2 separate regions of the Mus musculus genome follow, and region 1 is linked to region 2. The links are chromatin contacts, called in public HiChIP or PLAC-seq maps. All regions are on one chromosome and are shown on one strand. Each heading gives the region's core, a stretch centred on a gene start, on an enhancer-like site or on the middle of the called end of the contact. The rest is flanking DNA. Distances are from core to core; before and after follow the strand shown.

Region 1 (2,700 bases), core at 78-2,577, 580 kb after region 2:
GACATATACTATCAGATCCGGTTTATAGAGCCGAAGGGGGCGTGGGTGTCGTGCATGCTCAGCAACATTACCACATCACCTGAGCACACCACCAGCCTTTCTTCCCCTCGTGTAGTTTTGTTTGGGGGGTTTTTTGGTTTTCTTTTTTTGGTTTTTTTCTTTAGGACAGGTTCTTTCTATGTAGTCCAAGCTGCCCTGGAACTCACCAGGAGCCAAAGTTAGCTTGAAAGTCCGTCTGCTTCCCTCAGGTTCCAAATTCGGCATCAGAGCTGTAGACCGTGATCTGCTCTTCAGTTCAGGGAGCTGATCACTGCCGTTAAACTCCACCATTAAACTCCACCGTTAAGTGTCTTTTAGTATTTGAGGTGATGCTTCCCTGTTCAAAATACAGAAACCATGAGTGAGGCCTAGTAGGTAACAGCTGTAATCCCTGCATTCCAGGTGTGAGGAAAGAGGATAAAAAGGTCATGGCCAGCCTGGTCTATGAAAGGGAACTTTGGGCATTATAGTCAGACTTGGTCTCAAACAAAGGAAAATAAAGAAAGTACAGGTGAATATTTAGTTTCTTACCTTACCAGGAAAGAGTTCTTAGGCATAACCAGTTTTTTTTTTACCTACATATCTAGCTATAATGAAGATTTCCATACATAAAATAGACCTAAACAAAGTTAAAAGATAGTCCAACTGAGCAGAAAAATTTACCGTCCTTTAACAAAGGGCAAACATTTTTATCTTATATTAATATCACTGTCCCTATTTTCATATGTATGGGTGTTTTGCCTGCATGTATGTCTGCATACCACGTGGGACTCTCAGACCGACAGTTAGACCCCTTCTTGGTCTGACTAATGATTTTGACTCATGATTCAGTCAGCTGATTTGGTCACAGTCCCAGTTTCCATCCTTCTAATTGTGTTAGGGTCCAGAGTCGCCACACAAATCAATAGGAATACCAATCTCAATTAAGCAAGAGTAGTTTCTTGACTGCATACCTTAATACCGGTCAGACCAGGGTCATAACTCAGAATTATCTAAACTATGACAACAGACATCTTTTTCTGTCAGCTTATAAATAATAATAATAATGACAACAACAATAATAATAACACAATGAGCTCATAGACAGGTGCGAGAAGTGCTGCCCAGTGGTCAGCTCTGACTCAAGCCATTTTAGACAGAACAGTTCATATTGACCTTTAACTTGATGAGTCCTACATAAAGCTTTGTGGAATTTCCTAAGATTAACAACCCTCATACAGAACATAACAGGGCATGTGGTCAGCATGACCCTGCTCTGAGTCAGGTCACTTCTCTGTGTCAGCAACTGGCAGGCATGTTACAGCAACAGTATGAAATAGCTGGTGGCAGGCATGGGACAAAATGGCTACAGCTATACTGTGGGGGTGGGAGGTGGGGAGTGGGCGGGGCGGGGCGGGGCGGGTCAGATCTCAACAATCCACTGGGGCAGGTCTTAAATCCACAGGCTCAGTGATCTTCCCTCCTCAACCTTCCATGTAGTGAGGACTGTAGGAGCGTACCACATTTCCCAGGCCCAACAAAACAGCCACAGAAGACAAGCAAGGTTTACCCTGGAGCACTGTGTGAACCAGGCTGGCCTCCACTTCAGAGGTCTGCCTCCTCAGCACTGGGACAAAGGCATGAGCCACCACGCCCAGCCTTGAGTGCTGGAATTAAAGGTGTTAAAGGTGTTTGCCACCTGGCTCCAGCTTAACCAGTCTTTTAAAATGTAAGAAGTCTTAAGATTTGGAATTGAAAAATATAGTTTAGTTTAGGCCAGGCATATCATGCAGAAGTAAAATAATTTCCCAGCATGCACAAGGACCCAGCACCACAAAACCCAGAGAAGTGTAGCAGTTTAGCTAATACTCTGTAATGTCATGGCGACTGGGATCATCCTGTTAGCCCTTGCTGAGCAGTGAGCTGTGGTGCCCGCATTCCAGACTGTAGACCTTCTTTCTCCACTTGCCAGGAGACAACCTGCACCAGACAGTAAAGATTCCTCTTGTGTTGAGAGACGCCCGTCCATTACATAAACAGATTTCAACTCAAACTTTAAAATACGTCACGATTCCCTTAAGAGGAGGGCTCCCATAGAGAATGGTGCCTGTAAGCCTTTTTCCTTTTCATGAACTAGTGGTATGAAACTCCAGACAGAAAGAACAATGGCACAGAGGCCCTGCCGTTCTGTCCCACTGAAGAGCACAGATGTGTCTGGCTAAGTGGCCTGAGGTCACTGTGCAGTGTGGCTCTGTGCGGTTCAGAAGCTAGGAAAGGCCTGGGGAAGCCTGTCATTCTGAAACACGGATATAGGGAGGGATTTGCAGAGGTTGTAACTGTACAGAGGAGCACACGGGCTTTCCTCATCCCAGAGTGCAGCGCCCTCCAAAGCCTTTGCTGAGCAGTGACACACTCTCAGACACTGATTTCTCTCTCCTTCTACTCGTTTTAGCCTCATTTTTTGGCACTTGTAATAAAACATGTATTTTTTTCTCCCTAGCTTTTCATCTTCCTCGGGTAGATAGATAGATAGATAGATAGATAGATAGATAGATAGATAGATAGATAGATAGGTATCATATAGCTAAATGTATATTATCTGTCCTTCCAAAAGACTAGCCCTCCTGTCACCAAGGAGCAGGGGTGGGAAGGAAAGGTGCACTGTGTTTAGAAAGCCAGGAA
Region 2 (2,700 bases), core at 153-2,652:
AGTCAATAGTCTATATGTACTGCTCTGCTGGTGAGACTCATAGTCCCTACCTAAAAGGGACCACAAGACTGTCCCTATTTTATCTGTTGGATACAGACACCAGGTGTTGGATTTTCCATAAGAAGAGTTGTTTGGAATCCTTGAATTACGTGGAGTTTGAGTTTGAAATTGTTACATATCCTAAAGGTAGGTCATAGTTTTGTAATCTTAAAATACAAGGTTTAAGCAAGATCATCATCTCTCCACTCTCCCCAAAGACTTTGGGGATGGGGTTGGATTGTAGTAGGAAACCAGATGTAAGTTACACCCGTGAGTAATGTATTAAAGAAGCCAATGGTGGGGTTTGAGGAATGGTTCAGTGGCCAAGAGGTCTTCCAGAGGTCCTGAGTTCAATTCTCACCACCTGCATGGTGGCTCACAACCATCTGCAATGGGATCTGATGCCCTCTTCTGGTGTGTGTGAAGACAGAGGACTCATAGTAAATAAATAAATTAAACAAATAAATAAGCAAGCCAGAGGCAGAGAAATACTGAAAGCCCTTCCCTATCTTGTTCTCATACAACAAAAAGAACATTCTCCAGAAAAGCCCAAAATATATAAACATGAGTGAGGTGAATCCTATACAAATGTCCTACATAGGGTCACATGGCTTGTAGCCACATGCTTTTGGGGAGCGTTACCCTTATTTGTTAGTTTACTTTCATTATGAGGTGTGTTTTTCTTTCCTTCCTTCCTTCATTCCTTGCTTCCTTCCTGAGTTTCCTTGTGTGGCCCTGGCTGCCCTATAACTAGTCCTGTAAACCAGGCTGTCCTCAAACTCACAGCAATCCACTCGCCTCTACCTCTCGGTGCTGGGAGTATTTTCCCTTTCTTGACAAACTATTTCTGTTTCTTTGTTTGTTTGTTTTTTGAGACAGGGTTTCTCTGTATAGCCTTGGCTGTCCTGGAACTCACTCTGTAGACCAGGCTGTCCTCGAACTCAGAAATTTGCCTGCCTCTGCCTCCCAAGTGCTGGGATTAAAGGCGTGCGCCACCGCCCAGCCTGTTTCTGTTTCTAATCACCTGTCCTTGATCTAATTCTTTGCTGTGGCACTCAAGAACCTAAATGCTTCAGTAGGTGGCCTGGGATTCAGATCCATGCCTGTGACAATGTCCTATCATACAGCCATCCTCAGAGGGTGTGAAGCAAGGATCTGAACATAATACCACTGTTGAATACTACCTACTCCGGTCTCCAGGAGCCCACAAGTTATTAGGGAGTGAGATCTGAAATACAAAGACGGTATTCAGACTCACCAACAAGAGAGCTGTGTAATGCTACTGGCTGCCACTGTGTGGGAGGTGGACTTTGAAGAGAGATTTTGGAACTTGGCCAGGTGGGAGGGACAGGATCAGGGAACAAGCACTAGAACAAGTTGGCTCAGATACCTGGACCTACAGGAAGGACAGCTGTAAGGACTGCAAGGGAGACAAGGTGGTTGGGGAACATGTAAACACTGATTCATTAATCTGTCACATGGCCGTTTGGTAGGACACTGCTCTGGCAACTCCCTTGCTCCACCCAGCTGTGCAATGGTGTCCTGAGTCATGAGCTGTGAGCTGGCATAGTTACTAAGCACAGGATAAATACTGCTTCCAGGACTTCAACCAAGTCACCTTTTTTTGAAACAGGGTCTTTCTGTTTTATAGCCCTGGCTCTCCTGGAACTCATTCTGTAGACCAGTCTGGCTTTGAATCCAGAGATCTACCTGCCTCTGCCACAGGAGAACTGAGATTAAAGTCAGATGCCATGTCTAACATAATGAAGATGGTTGGTTGGCTAGTTGGTTGGTTGGCTAGTTGGTTGGTTGGTTGATTTGGTTTGGTTTGGTTTTTGAGACAGGGTTTCTCTGCCCTGGCTGTCCTGGGGAACTTGCTCTGAATACCAGACTGGCCTTGAACTCAGAGATCCACCTGCCTCTGCTGCTGTCTTCTGAGTGCTGTGAGTGTACCACCACCACTGATAAAGATTTAATTTTTTTTTTAAGAACTGTGGCCCTCAGGCAGATAGCTTTAATCTCAGCACTCATGTGGGTTAAAATGGTGCCCCACGCCTGGCCTGCCACAGGGCTAGGGCTGCTCATAGAGGTGGATGCAGGGAGTTTGACTGCGTGCACCCCACGCTAGGCGGGCATCGCTGTGAGAAGCCTCAGGACTCCGCTCCGGGGGTGGTAAGGCACAGTCTGAGGTCCCCACGGAATTGCCAGAGTTGGCTCAGACTCTCAGGCACCACAGACGCCACTAGGGTCCCCAGGGGCTTGCACGGAGGCCAAAGACGACAGGTTCTCAAACTCCTGGGCACCTCAGAAGCCTCTGGATGTCACAGAAGCGCTGAGAACAGAGTGGGGGGGGGGGGGTCTGCAGGCGGGCAGGCTCTAGCCTGGGGCCAAAGAAAAGAGGGCGGGAGGAGGAGAGCACTCCAGCTGGTCCCACCGGGATGAGAGTGTCTCTGGCTTGCTCAGTGGCTGCTTGGCTCAATGGAAGCTGTGTCTGAGAGTACAGGGAGGCCTCCTGCGGGAGATTACTTGCTGGGCTCTTTAAAGGAAGACCTGCTCCATTGCTCCAGCATGTCTGATTCGGATTAGAAGAGGCAGTCCATGGTTTTAAGTTGTTTATTGTCATGACAGAAGAGAGCTGTGTTGAGTGAAACCTTACCTCAC

The links. HiChIP or PLAC-seq counts read pairs in DNA pulled down with a chosen protein or histone mark.
Region 1: a contact with region 2 is called in a FOXA1 HiChIP or PLAC-seq map of pancreatic cancer cells. The contact joins two enhancer-like sites. A contact is called at or near these places in 1 of 15 datasets of contacts at CTCF or cohesin (the NIH/3T3 cell line) and 1 of 115 datasets of contacts at active chromatin or transcription factors (pancreatic cancer cells).

What each region holds. Positions count from the first base shown.
Region 1 is chr10:59,820,229-59,822,928 of GRCm38.p6, forward strand. The region is part of intron 8 of Micu1 (mitochondrial calcium uptake 1); the gene reads left to right. Among named protein-coding and RNA genes, the nearest start is that of Gm23803, 3.8 kb to the left of the region's middle. Within about 2 kb of position 1,328, at least 28 of the 459 cell types and tissues checked have an H3K27ac peak or open chromatin away from gene starts, as enhancers often do. A contact at or near this core is called in pancreatic cancer cells, where this site is marked.
Region 2 is chr10:59,239,934-59,242,633 of GRCm38.p6, forward strand. No RefSeq gene overlaps it. Among named protein-coding and RNA genes, the nearest start is that of Gm36257, 9.0 kb to the right of the region's middle. Within about 2 kb of position 1,403, at least 92 of the 459 cell types and tissues checked have an H3K27ac peak or open chromatin away from gene starts, as enhancers often do. A contact at or near this core is called in pancreatic cancer cells, where this site is marked.